3 separate regions of the Danio rerio genome follow, and regions 2 and 3 are each linked to region 1. A link is a contact called in public Hi-C data. All regions are on one chromosome and are shown on one strand. The core of a region is the stretch at or near the end of the contact, and the rest is flanking DNA. Distances in the headings are between cores, read along the strand shown. Region 1 holds the start of nek3 (NIMA related kinase 3). Region 2 holds the start of cog6 (component of oligomeric golgi complex 6). Region 3 overlaps cog6 (component of oligomeric golgi complex 6).

Region 1 (4,364 bases), core at 1,423-3,922:
AAATAAATTTAAAAAGTGTGACTGCTGAGAGCAACAGATTCTGGAGCTAGGGACACCGGCCCTCGCGGCCAAAAAACGGACCGGCCCACCGGGAATACTCCCGGTCCTCCCGATTAGCCAATCCGGGCCTGGCTGTGCAGAAAAAAACACCTGATGTCACGCGCTCCAGCATGAAGAAGCATGCCTAGCATCCTAAAACATCAAAAATGTGAATTAAAAGGATTAACATCAATTTAACATCCACATTGATGATGCCCCTTTTGAATGGCTGTTTAAGCCACGATCACACCTAATTCATTTATTTATTTATTTATTTTTTGTGGTGACAGGAGCCTTTTTAAAGTGGTTTTCCATTGGGATCAACTATTTTGTTCATTGTTTTTGCACTCTGCGCATCTTGCGTTCTAACCACCTGCTTCAACTTGTGTTTTGATGAAGCGCTCTATATGACTGCAGTAAGAAAAAGTCATCGCTGTGCAGAAAAAAACACCTGATGTCACGCGCTCCAGTAGAGGTCTGCATTTCCAAATAAATTGCGGGAGCGGTCGGTAACGGGCTTAATTTGGGACTGGAGCGGGCTGTCTAGCAATATCGCGGATATTGCTATGCGAATGAGAGAGAGAGAGAGAGAGAGAGCTTTTCCTGTGTGTGTGCTTGGTGCTTGTGTGTGTGTGTATGTTAGTGCGCGCGTGCGCGAATGAGAGAGAGAGAGAGCTTTCCCAGATAGCAAAATACACTCGGGCCAGTTCCGGCTAGATTCTCACCTGCCGGAGACTTACCACTCAGCCCGGCTCCGGCTGCCGGACTCCAGATGCTTGTGGACTCACTGCCCGATTCCGGCCCGAATCAATCAGGCCAGATGTGGCGGCCATAAGCGAGCCGACGCTGCCGCATCCGAGCCGGAATCGGCCCGAGAGTAATGTGCGCTGTGGCCCGGAGCTGGCGCGACTCAGTATTTATTTACCTTTATATAAAACCTTTTGGTATTACATTGGTACTTGATACATGGTATTACAAGCATTTGAGTTGATATAACAGCAAAGACCTGTGTGTCTGCTTGGGGCTTGTGTCTGTGTTAGTGTGCGCGCGCGCGTATGAGAGAGATAGAGATTTGTCTGTGTGTGTGTGCTTGGTGCTGTGTGTGTGTGTGTTTATACAGACAGCTTGGCTGTCTGGACTGTATAGCTGGGGGATTTTCGGTTTTGTTCTCCCCCGCTCTTTAGCGGATTCGGGCGGGGCGGCCAGAAAACGGGGCGGGTCGGGCAGCGGGACAATAAATTCTTAATATAAGCGGGAGCGGTCGGGTTCGGGCTAAAACCTGGCGGGTGCGGGCGGGAGCGGGATTCAAAATTTAGTCCCGCGCAGATCTCTACGCTCCAGCATGAAGAAGCATGCCTAGCATCCTAAAACGTCAAAAATGTGAATTAAAAGGATTAACATCAATGTAACATCCACATTGATGATGCCCTTTTGAATGGCTGTTTAAGCCACGATCACACCTAATTCATTTATTTATTTATTTATTTTTTGTGGTGACAGGAGCCTTTTTAAAGTGGTTTTCCATTGGGATCAACTATTTTGTTCATTGTTTTTGCACTCTGCGCATCTTGCGTTCTAACCACCTGCTTCAACTTGTGTTTTGATGAAGCGCTCTGTGTGACTGCAGTAAGAAAAAGTCATCGCTGTGCAGAAAAAAACACCTGATGTCACGCGCTCCAGTATGAAGACAGATATACAGAGTGGTTGCCTAGTATCATAAAACATAAAAAATGTGAATCAAAAGGTCTAACATTAATTTAACATCTACATTGATGCCTTTTTGAATGGCTGTTTAGGCCACGATCACACCTAATTAGTTTTTTGCAGTGACAGGAATCTTTTTAAAGTAGTTTTCTATTGGAATCAAATATTTTGTGTGTTGTTTATGCACGAACCGTGCATACTAACCACTTGCAATGCCTTGTGTTTTGAAGTGCTTTGTGTGACTACCGTTAAAAAAGTTATCTCTGTGCAGAAAAAAAACCTGATGTCACGCGCTCCAGCAAATAGACAGTGGTACAGTATGGGCTAGCATAATAAAACATCAAAAATGTCAATCGAAAGGACTAACGTCGATTAAACATCCGCATTGATGTCCTGTTGAATGGCTGTTCAGGCCATGACAACACCTAATTAGTTTGTTTACATTAGTTGCAATGACAGGAGTCTTTTTAAAGTGGTTTTCTAATGAGATCAACTATTTTGTGGGTTTTTATATGCACTCTGCGCATCTTGCGTTCTAACCACCTCCTGCGACTTGTGTTTTGATGGAGGCCTCTGTGTGACTGCAGTAAGGAAGTCATCTCTGTACAAAAAAAAAAACACCCGACGTCACGTGCTCCAGCATGAAGCCCCTTTATACAGTGTGGTTGGCGAGCAAAATAAAAAGTGCAGTGCTCTGTTCTTTTGAAGAGTCTTTTCTAAAGTCAGCAAAGCGTGTAAAAGTTTGATCCACACCCAACATCAAAACCTTCATCACCATTTTACTTTGTCTTGTTTTGATGCCATAATTGTCTGTCTTTAATTCATAATTTGTCTTCTTATAATTTTCTCTAGATAAGCACCACATTGCAGAATGCCCTTATATGGAACTGGTTTGGGCGTGTATTATGCTAATTACTAACCCCTTGATTGCGGGTGCTCATTTAGAACACTCCAAATAAACAGTGGCGTAGCGGACGGGCCCGCAGGGCACGCACCGCGGGGGGGGCCCCGCGTGATTAGGGGGCCCCGCGTCGTCGTGATTTTCAATAAACTCTTGGGAACAACTGTGGTCGGAACTCGGAACCAAAGTTCACAGGTCTGTGTTCTCTAAACACCTTTCAAGCGGTGGACTACTTCATTGCGATTGCTTGCCGCCAATGTTGCCAACTTAGCGTCTTTGTCACTAGATTTAGCGACTTTTCAGACCCCCCTAGCGACAAATCTAGCGACTTTTTTGTGTGTTATTGGAGATTTTTTTTAGACTGTCATTTGTCCATACTGTACCGTCCCTACTCTTCTTAACGAGCTGCGTGTGATGCCGCCGGCCCCTCCCCCGCCTCACAGCACTGACAGGCGGCCCAGTCAGTCCTCTACAGCAGCCTCTCCCACCTGCAGCCCGAGAGCAGATCACGCCTCTGCGTACCGACGACAAATGATTTAGCACAGGCAGTGTGAAGGTATTTCCCTTGTACAGTCAAACCGATCTACTTCTACTTTGTTTTAACAATTTAATTGGACCGTTTATTCTTTTCTTGTTCACAATCACAGATATTTTAGTGACAGTTTCTGAACTTGTCTGAGTTTATTACATGAGAGAGATTACGGCACATTCACTACACATCTATAATGACATACTGTATTCAAACAGCAATAAATTTAGTTAAATAAACATGCTTATATAAAGTGTAGTGCAATTATAAATACCCCTTTATTAACCATATGCTGTTAAACAAACAGAAACGGTAGAACGTGATGACGTAAGTGATATGCAAATTGACGTATGACGTATTCCCCCCACTTCATCAGGGGGCCCAGTCAGCGATCCCTGCAGGGGGGCCTCAGCATTTTGCGCTACGCCACTGCAAATAAACTAACAGAAGAACGAGCTCAAGAACAAACTCATCGGCGTACGCATGTGTTTTGAATTAGATGGAAAATTTCCATGAGAAGTTAATGTACACCATTATTATTCATCCATTCATTCATTTTCTCGTCGGCTTAGTCCCTTTATTAATCTGGGGTCGCCACAGCGGAATGAACCGCCAACTCATCCAGCAAGTTTTTACGCAGCGGATGCCCTTTCAGCCGCAACCCATCTCTGGTAAACATCCACACACACATTCACACACACACACACTCATAAACTACGGACAATTTAGCCTACCCACTTCACCTGTACCGCATGTCTTTGGACTGTGGGGGAAAGCGGAGCACCCGGAGGAAACCCACGCGAAGGCAGGGAGAACATGCAAACTCCACACAGAAACGGCAACTGAGCCGAGGTTCGACCAGCAACCCAGCGACCTTCTTGCTGTTAGGCGACAGCACTACCTGTGCCACTGCCTACAACATTATTAGTTTATTAATTTTGTTTATCAATGTAGTAAAGTACAAGTCATACTTTTCTAAAATTTACTTAAGTACAGACGTGAAGTAAAACTAATTACAATCCACCACTGCATCTAGAAAGCAGAATATCATGCAAACTCGCGATGTTCTATAACAGCCATATATCAGCACATGAAGGTAGCACTCGTAGAAAATGCACACATCATAATAATAATAATAATAATAATAATAATTCGTTACATTTATATAGCGCTTTTCTGGGCACTCAAAGC
Region 2 (4,852 bases), core at 2,072-4,571, 140 kb before region 1:
TATACTAAAAGCTAAACAGCATGTATTTAAAAACATATGGAGTCCTTTTATTAGTTATATTAAAGAAGTGGAATTAACAGAGGAAGAAGTTGATGAATAATTCTTGATGGACAATGCAGTTCCAGCTTTATAGTTCTGTATTGATACATTCTTTTATATATATATTTGCTGTACCTAGTACTCAGTATGATTTTAATTGTCATGTTTAAATAGATTACCATTAATGACAAAAAGAGGAGCAGCTTTATTTATTTTGTTTGCTTTTAGTTTTTAATATATATATATATATATATATATATATATATATATATATATATATATATATATATATATACTCATATTTTGTAAAATTTGTAAATGCAACAAGGTTATTGTTGTAAAAAATGTTTGTAAAATGTTGTATTTCAATGTGTACAAACCGAAAACGAAAAATAAAAATATTATAGAAAAAAAAAAAGAGTTTAACATATAATAAGTATAATACACTTTGCTGTAGTATCGTTCAAAACACTAGCATTTATATTCTTTTTTTTTTGTGTGTGTGTGTGTGTGGGTAACGTTAAACACAAATAAAAAATCCTGGATGAAAGCATGGTAATACCATGGAACTACATTTACACTGAAACCTCTAAATTGTAAAACATAACCATACTTTATTTTGTGTAAATCTGCAGCAAAATCATATTTATCATGAAATGCGTTATAAAATCATATTTATTAACGTTGATTTCATATACTATTGAATGAGTATGGATGTTTGGATGTTTCCCAGTGATGGGTTGCAGCTGGAAGAGCATCCACTGCGTAAAACTAGAGGTAAAATTGGTTTTATATTTGCACATTCATTCATTTAGAAGACTCTATATCAGGCATGTCCAAACTCGGTCCTGGAGGGCCAGTGTCTTGCTGAGTTTAGCTCCAACTTGCTTCTAAACACCTGCAGGAAGTTTCAAGTATATCTACCAAAAGCTTGATTAGCTGGTGTGTTTGATGAGGGTTAGAGCAAAACTCTCCAGGACCGAGTTTGGACACCCCTGCTCTATATAGTTTACCATGTTACTTTGAATAGTCGAGCGACATTAGCATGCAGGTAGGGTTGTAACAATATACCGGTATGACGGTCTATCACGATTTGAACGTGCACGATTATCATACCATGAACAATTGCATATCAACGGTTTTAACCCTAAAGACCGAGACTGCCGCCCGCGGCTAAAAATAAGTATTGCTCCTAAATGTTTAATAACTTTTGATCCGCTGATCCCATTCATACAATTCAAAGATTGACATAAAGAAGAGAATCTCTTGTTCAGCTTTACAGTGCTGTATCACATAACATTCGCGGACTTTTTTTTTTTTTTTTTTTTTTTTACATTCGCGGACTTTCAGAGGCTCCGGAATCAGTGCGGTTACGTCATCAAAATTTGACAACGCTGATTTGACAAAGAAACGCTCGTCACTGTGTCTCCGGACAAACCAGACATGATACATTGATGCATTGTCCCTCCTCCATGCCCAGATTGGTTCAAACTTGCTATATCCCAACCAATAAGCATAGGTTTCACTTTTGTTTGTGGACCAACAATGAGCTTTTTGAACAACACGGAATGAGAGATAGGCATACATTTATGCGCGGCTAAATAAAACGCAAAAAAAAAGTTTTGCATGAAATAATTCTTATACTAAGTACTTTTGCATGCACAGCAGCACAGAAACATGACAAAACAGTGACACAGCAAAGACGAACTGCTGCTCTTGCTGTTTTCAAAAGACGCAAATGAAGGTGCAGCTGTTTGTCTGCATTGCAGACAACCATATCCAAATCCATATCCACAGACAACCATATCCATGCTGGCACATAAAACCTTAGGATGTTCCATATTGAATCTAGTTTCGTTATGTAACTATTTATAGTATAGTAAATATTTATATCTATTTTTTACTAAGGATTTGCACCATGTTTATTTGGACTTTGACACATTATTTATTATTTTCTTATTTTTTTATTTGTTCATTGTAAGTGGTGTTGTTTATAGTAACTGAAAATATATTATTTGGAAAAAGTCAAATTTGCTTCACTGTTCTATTATTTTGTAACACTTTTTTTTGTTTAGTTCATTCCCAGACCTTTTGGGCAAATACACTGTCAGTAAATAAATGCATTTTTCCCCCCATAGAAAAACCTTTGTTCAGTCAGAAAACGTGTTCTTATTCTTTTCAGGGTCTTTGCTATGAGAATTACTATTTAATACCGTATACCGCGAAACCGTCAAACCGTGGTATTGTTTTAGACGATTATCATACCGTAAAAAATTCATACCGTTACAACCCTACATGCAAGTATAACTGAAAATAACATTAACACTGTTTATTTGACTGTGAACAGTGTTGTACTTTGATAGTCATTGGCTGCTAATATGATTTCGCTATTTCGGGGGGAAAGTCTGAATGTGCGAATATAAAACCAAGTTCACCTCTATTGCAAACATATGCTGGAATAGTTAGCGATTACGCTGGAAAATGACCGAATGAATAAATAAGCTGTCCCTATGATAAATACAGTTCTGATTCATTGAAAAATCCAGCTTAAATCAGCCTAAGAAGTTGGGCTGGTTTTAGCTGGCCGACCAGCCGGCTTTTAGAGGGGTTTTGGCCCCTTCCAGGCTGGTTTCAAGCCATTTCCAGCCTGGTCTTAGCTGGTCAGGCTGGAAAGTGACCAGCAAAAACCCTCTAAAACCAGCTTAACCATCCTGGTTTAAGCTGGACATAGCTGGTTTTGCAAGGTTTTGCAAGGCTGGTCAAGCTGGTTTTAGCTGGTCATCTCCTAGCCTGTCCAGCTAAAACCAGGCTGGAAATGGCTGGAAACCAGTCTGGAAATGGCCAAAACCCCTCTAACTTAGAACCAGGCTGATCGACCAGCTAAAATCAGCCAACCATCCTAGGCTGGTTTAAGCTGGATTTATCAGCAGGGTTATTATTATATCGACTCAGTAATCCAGCACGGCGTATAATTTAAGTGAAAATTACCTAAAATACGCAAATAGCCTGACAATAAAGACGTGCTGTTTGGTTAGTAATTCACGTTTCAGAATATCTGGCAGTGACAGGTGCAATGAGTGTATGAAAAAGAGCGCTAACAGACAGACATAACGTTACCTTGTCATTGTCGAGTCGCGTCTCCAGGATCTTGTGCAGTTTTCTGGACAGCGGATTGTTGGGCTGTGAGGACACATTATTATTGCTGCTGTTGGAAGCATCAGCTGTCAGATCTGCTTTGGTCTCTGCCATATTCAACATCATCCACGTCAACCTCCAGGAAGATGTTTTGAGTAACGATCAAAAATGTCCCGCCACTACAAGAGCTGGAGACTTTAGTTCCGCGTAATGAGTCGTGCAGGGTGATGGGGGAAAGAAAGAGTGCTAGAAATCCGCACATGATCATGCAGGGTAAAAACAAAGCATCTCAAAAAAAAATAAATAAATAAAATATTATACTACATCAGAGGCCACAAAAGTGCAAAGTGCAAAAAAAGTGCAAAACGTTTTTGAGCAGAAAGTTCTTGCTTAGAGAAAGATTATTATTATTATTATTATTATTATTATTATTATTATTATTATTAATAATAATAATAATAATATTATTATTATTATTATTATTATCATCATCATCGCTGCATTATTATTTATTAAGTTATTATTATTATTATTAAGTTCTTGCTTAGAGAAAGATTATTATTATTATTATTATTATTATTATTATTTCATGACTATTTTTATGATTATGATTATTATTATTTTATTATTATTATCATTATTTCATGACTATTTTTATGATTATGATTTTTATTATTTTATTATTATTATTATTATTATCATTATTTATTACTATTGCTGTATTATTATTATTATTGCAGGGTGAGGCAGTGGCGCAGTAGGTAGTGCCGTCACCTCACAGCAAGAAGGTCGCTGGGTCGCTGGTTCGAACCTTGGCTTAGTTGGCGTTTCTGGGTGGAGTTTGCATTTTCTCCCTGCCTTCGCGTGGGTTTCCTCTGGGTGCTCCGTTTTCCCCCAAAGTCCAAAGACATGTGGTACAGCTGAATTGGGTAGGTTAAATTGGCCGTAATGTATGAGTGTGTGTGTGTGAATGTGTGTGTGGATGTTTCCCAGAGATAGGTTGCAGCTGGAAGGGCAAAAAACCTGCTGGATAAGTTGGCGGTTCATTCAGCTGTGGCATCCCTGGATTAATAAAGGGACTAAGTCGACAAGAAAATGAATGAATGAATAAATGAATATTATTATTTCTGTATTATTATTATTATTATTATTATTACTGACAGGATAATGATAGCTTAAGTATTCTTAAAAATATTAAAACCTGAAATTACACTGTGGGAAGCAGCTAATTATTTTCAGGAGGACAATTAGATCTCGATGAAAATGTAACAATACGGAAAGTTTTGTTTGAGGATTTATTTGTTAGTTCAACCAACCAAAAAACTAACAAACATGCAAACAAACAAAAGATACACATTTATAAAGTTATTCCAAACAATTGTAATACAAAACAATTAAGTTAACTTAAGTTGAACAAACAGTAAAAATTTGTGTATTCTTTTCTTTTCTATTTTTGTTATTTTTCTTTTCTTTTATTTAATGTTTTGTAAAAAAAATATATATATATAGTATAACTGTGCACATTGTATACAGCACATTTCTTTAAAGCAGTCTTGACATTAACTTCCCCTCGCCAGAGGGAAAACTGGAGTTCCCTCAACGATGCATAAACACACCAGCAGCAGATATTGCACCCGCGAGGGCAGAAACCATTGACTTTGAGCTGTTTGTGCTCAGA
Region 3 (4,857 bases), core at 680-3,179, 160 kb before region 1:
ACTTGGTGAAACTTCTCCAAAACTAAACACAATTCCTATACTTTTGAATGACATTGTATAATTATAAATCACGACTGCAAGACCTCTGCCAGTCACATCTCATGGTTCAGTGGCATTTGTGCAGATTAATTAAAATGTGATGTAAAATACTGATCTGCATTGTGATGTAGGATAATGTGAGGTCACCTCAGTTATAGGCCCATCTCGTGCCGAGCGTAACGTTGCCATCTCAGCGGCCGACAGCTGAAACTTTGACAGGAACGCCTGAGCGACCTGAGCCCGAACCTCCAACCGATGACTGAAGAGAGAAAGACATGCAGAAATACATAGGGTTAGATTACATTTAATTTTATTTGTAATTGGACCTTAACCGGTTTTCTTTTACTGTACTTTGTGGCTTCTTGTCTGTGAAAGGTGCTATGTAAACACATAAAAAATAAGTAACTAATGTCTAATTAACTACGCTAGCTGGCAGCTAGGTCTCTGCAACTTTCACATTGTTGCCCACTGAAGCTAAGAAGGGCTGAGCCTGGTCAGTACCTGGATGGGAGACCCCATGGGAAAGCTAGGTTGCTGCTGGAAGTGGTGTTAGTGAGCAGGGGGTGCTCAACCTGTGGTCTGTCTGATCTAATGCCACAGTATAGTGAAGGGGACTCTGCTTAGAGAGTGCCGGTTTGCAGATGAGATGTTATACTGAGGTCATGGTCATAAAAAAATCTCAAGAATGTCCTTTGAAAAGAGTAGGGGTTTAACCCCGGCATCCTGGCCAAATTTGCCCTTACCATTCCTATGTCAAAACCAGCTTGACCACCCTGCTAAAAAATCCAGCTTAAACCAGCCTAGGCTGGTTGGCTGGTTTTAGCTGGTCAACCAGGCTGGTTTTAGAGGGGTATTGGCCACTTCCAGGCTGGTTTCCAGCCATTTCCAGCCTGGTCTTAGCTGATCAGGCTGGAAAATGACCAGCTAATTCCAGCTAAAACCAGCTTGACCAGCCTGGTTTAAGCTGGACATAGCTGGTTTTGGCTGGGCTCCCAGCCTGCCAGGCTGGTCAAGCTGGTTTTAGCTGGTCATCTCCCAGCCTAACCAGCTAAGACCAGGAAATGGCTGGAAACCAGCCTGAAAGTGGCCAAAACCCCTCTAAATCCAGCCTGGTTGACCAGCTAAAACCAGCCAACCAGCCTAGGCTGGTTTAAGCTGGATTTTTCAGCAGGGCAACCTGGTTTAAGCTGCACATAGCTGGTTTTAGCTGGTAATCTACCAGCCTGACCAGCTAAGACCAGGCTAGAAATGGCTGGAAACCAGCCTGGAAGTGGCTAAAACCTCTCTTAAACCAGCCTGGTTGACCAGCTAAAACCAGCCAACCTGACTGGGCTGGTTTAAGCTGTTTTTTTTCAGTAAGGATTGGGGTTTAAATACATTTTAAGCACTTTTGTTTGGCTGGATTAGCTTGTCAGATGGTCATCAACCACATTTTTTGAGCCTACCAAAAAGGTTTCCAAAAGATTTAAGAATAAAAAAACGTAGAATGATACTTAATTTTAAATTACAAATTTAATACTACATACATCTTTAAAAAAAAAGGATGCTGTTCAAGTTTTAAATGAAAAACTAGCCTATCATTTATTAGGCTAACACAAACTAGCCAGCACATGCAACTTTCCTCAGTCACGCTGAAGTAATGGCCAAAAGAGCATTCTGCTTGGTCTTAAACCCTTCTTTGATAGTTTTTTTTCACAATTTAATATGGCAGAGCAGTCAAAATAGGACAAATGAGTTTGTGTATGGGACAAATTCTGGACCTTTGACAGTGAGGGGTGGATTTTTAGAAACTCAAATAGGATTTGAACAAGTGAGTAAACGATGGCAGAATTTTAGAACCGTCTCCCTAAATTGAATCCAAAGCCATTACCCTGAGTCAACACAAGATGGCGGCCATACTCTAGCCAGAAACAGCAGCGGGACACAGAAAGTAAACTAGCACAGGGCTCAAGGCGACATCAATTGAACAAGGGCATCTATAAAGTATGACATAAGAACAATAGTAGTCAGGTCACACTCTGTCCTCAGAGAGACGACACTGCTGATTCAGCCCTCGCTCATTTCAGCTCTTTCCTCGCACCATTAAAAGGTTACCAGCACTCGGACCTTGCTTTCATTTTGTGGAGCTGCTCGTATTTAGTTACTGCTGACAGTTATTGATAAAAGTCCTCTTACTGTAGTATAATAGACCTATATAATGGCATAAAACAGCAGTTACTGTCCAAAGTAATCTTACTTTAATATAATAAAGTTGAAGTCCGAATTATTAGCCCCCCTTATTTATTAGCCCCGCTGTTTACCCCCACCCCCCCATTTCTGTTCAACAAAGACTTTCTCAACACATTTCTAAACATAATAGTTTTAATAACTCATCTCTATTAACTGATTTATTTTATCTTTGCCATGATGACAGTAAATAATATTTGACTAGATATTCATCAAGACACTTCTATACAGCTTAAAGTGACATTTAAAGGCTTAAGGTTAATTAGGTTAACTAGGCAGGTTAGAGTAATTAGCAAGTTATTGTATAACGACGGTTTGTTCTGCAGACTATCAGAAAAAATTGCTTAAAAGGGCTAATGATTTCGACGTTAAAATTGTTTAAAAAAAAAAATTAATTGCTTTTTTTCTAGCTGAAATTAAACAAATAAGACTTTCTCCAGAAGAAAAAAAAATATTATCAGACATCAGAGCTGTGAAAATTCCCTTGCTCTGTTAAACATCATTTGGAAAATATTTAAAAATGAAAAAAAAAATCAAAGGGGGCTAATATTTCTGACTTCAACTGTATACTGGCATAAAACAGTAGTTATTGTTGAAAGTAATCTTACAGTATAATAGACCTATATGAGACCTGTATTAAGTTTCTTTTGACCTAATTATGCACCACATGGCATTTTATTAAGTGGGACAGGCTCTATGTTTACCTTGTTTCATTGAGACTTCTTTTTTTGTTTTATTTCTACATATTTAGAACATTACAAAAGAAAACAAGAACTCACAGATTACATGAAACCAACTGCAAAACACCTAAATATGTAGCAATTAGAACTATTTAATAAACATATTTTTTAAGAACACGCTCAGCGCTCAAATGTAAGCAGGAAATGGACGTTTTTTAAAATCTCAGTTACTATTGGTACCAAATTCCAGTATTGTGACAACCCTAGTATCAAGGAACTATAACATAATCTAAATCTGCATCCGCAAACCAAATGGGTTTCTGGACCTTCTTAGATTTAAAATGTTGATGATTACACAAAACTATCCCTTGTAGAATTTTAGTGTCCCTGTATCTGTATTTACACTCAGCAGTGAGTTCGGTGAATTGATGACTATCACTGCCAATCACAGTCATTTCTTTTGAACATGTGAACATAATGGCAAATCAGCAATGTTAATGACATGCTCAACTGCGCTCAAATGTTAACTGAAGTGGACATTTTTTAAATTTCAGTATCAATTGGTACTGAATTCCAGTATCGTGACAACCCTAGTATAAGGGAACTATAAGCAACATTATCTGAATCTGCTTCCCCAAACCAAATGGGTTCCTGGACCATCTTAGATTTAAAATGGTGATGATTACACAAAACTATCCCTTGTAGAATTTTTGTGTATGAAAAGAGGGCTCCATTGTACGGTTAAAAGTATCAAAAGTATCGATACCAGTATTTTGATACCAGTTGAAACTGAAATGTTAAAAATGTCCAATTTCTGCAAACATTTGTTCAGAGAACTCACAGCTGTTTACTGAGTGTAAACACAGATACATGAAAACCGCAAATCAAAGCCACAATTTAGCAGCGAATCGCTCGTATGTCAGCTTATAAACAAACCAGCTGATCGACGTGACTTTGAAACACTCCAGTGTCCTTGTATCTGTGGTTACACCCAGTAAACGGGGTGAGTTTGGTTAACCAATAACATTCCCGGCCAATCACAGTCATTTCTGTTGAGCGTGAAAACCATGGCAAATCAGCGCTGAGGAAGAACACGCTCAAATGTTAACGGAAATAAACGTTTTTAAAATATCAGTATCAGTTAGTACCGAATTCCAGTATCGTGACAACCCTGGTATCAAGAAACTATAATACATTATCTGAATCTGCATCCGCATCTGAATGGGTTTCTGGACCTTCTTAGATTTAAAAATGTTGATGATTACACAAAACTGTTCCATGTAGAATTTTTGTGTATGAAAAGAGGGCTCCATTGTAGGGTTGTCAAAAGTACCGAATTTGATACCAGTTGGTACTGAAATGTTAAAAATGTCCAATTTCTAAAAACATTTGTTTAGAGAACTCACAGCTGTTTACTGAGTGTAAACACAGATACATGAAAACCGCAAATTAAAGCCACAATTCAGCACCGAATCGCTCGTTTGTCAGCTTATAAACAAACCAGCTGATCGACGTGACTTTGAAACACTCCAGTGTCCCTGTATCTGTGGTTACACTTAGTAAACGGGGTGAGTTTGATTAACCAATGACCTTCCCAGCCAATCACAGTCATTTCTGTTGAGCGTGAAAACCATGGCAAATCAACGCTAATGAAGAACACGCTCAAATGTTAACGGAAATAGACATTTTTAAAATCTCAGTATCAATTAGTACCAAATTCCAGTATCGTGACAACCCTAGTATCAAGAAACTATAATACATTATCTGAATCAGAATCTGCATCCGCATCTGAATGGGTTTCTGTACCTTCTTAGATTTAAAATGTTGATGATTACACAAAACTGTTCCATGTAGAATTTTAGTGTATGAAAAAAGGGCTCCGTTGTAGGGTTGTCAAAAGTATCGAATTCGA

Evidence for each region. Hi-C and Micro-C count contacts between places; a contact is called where the count stands out from the background.
Region 2: a contact with region 1 is called in a Hi-C map of embryo, with 4 times the contacts expected there. The contact joins the promoter of cog6 here to the promoter of nek3 in region 1. A contact is called at or near these places in 2 of 18 Hi-C or Micro-C datasets (both in embryo) and 1 of 4 datasets of contacts at active chromatin or transcription factors (embryo).
Region 3: a Hi-C map of an unstated tissue shows a contact between it and region 1, with 5 times the contacts expected there. The contact joins the enhancer-like site here to the promoter of nek3 in region 1. A contact is called at or near these places in 7 of 18 Hi-C or Micro-C datasets (caudal fin, embryo, hematopoietic stem cells and 2 more) and 1 of 4 datasets of contacts at active chromatin or transcription factors (caudal fin).

What each region holds. Positions count from the first base shown.
Region 1 is chr15:3,751,129-3,755,492 of GRCz12tu, forward strand. It overlaps nek3 (NIMA related kinase 3), which reads left to right and starts at 2,673. Exons shown (of 14, transcript XM_073924328.1): 1 at 2,673-3,200.
Region 2 is chr15:3,614,229-3,619,080 of GRCz12tu, forward strand. It overlaps cog6 (component of oligomeric golgi complex 6), which reads right to left and starts at 3,322. Exons shown (of 19, transcript NM_001320347.1): 1 at 3,157-3,322. The coding sequence starts at 3,300.
Region 3 is chr15:3,588,137-3,592,993 of GRCz12tu, forward strand. cog6 (component of oligomeric golgi complex 6) reads right to left here. Exons shown (of 19, transcript NM_001320347.1): 5 at 187-298. Among named protein-coding and RNA genes, the nearest start is that of cog6, 27 kb to the right of the region's middle. Within about 2 kb of position 1,930, at least 11 of the 62 cell types and tissues checked have an H3K27ac peak or open chromatin away from gene starts, as enhancers often do.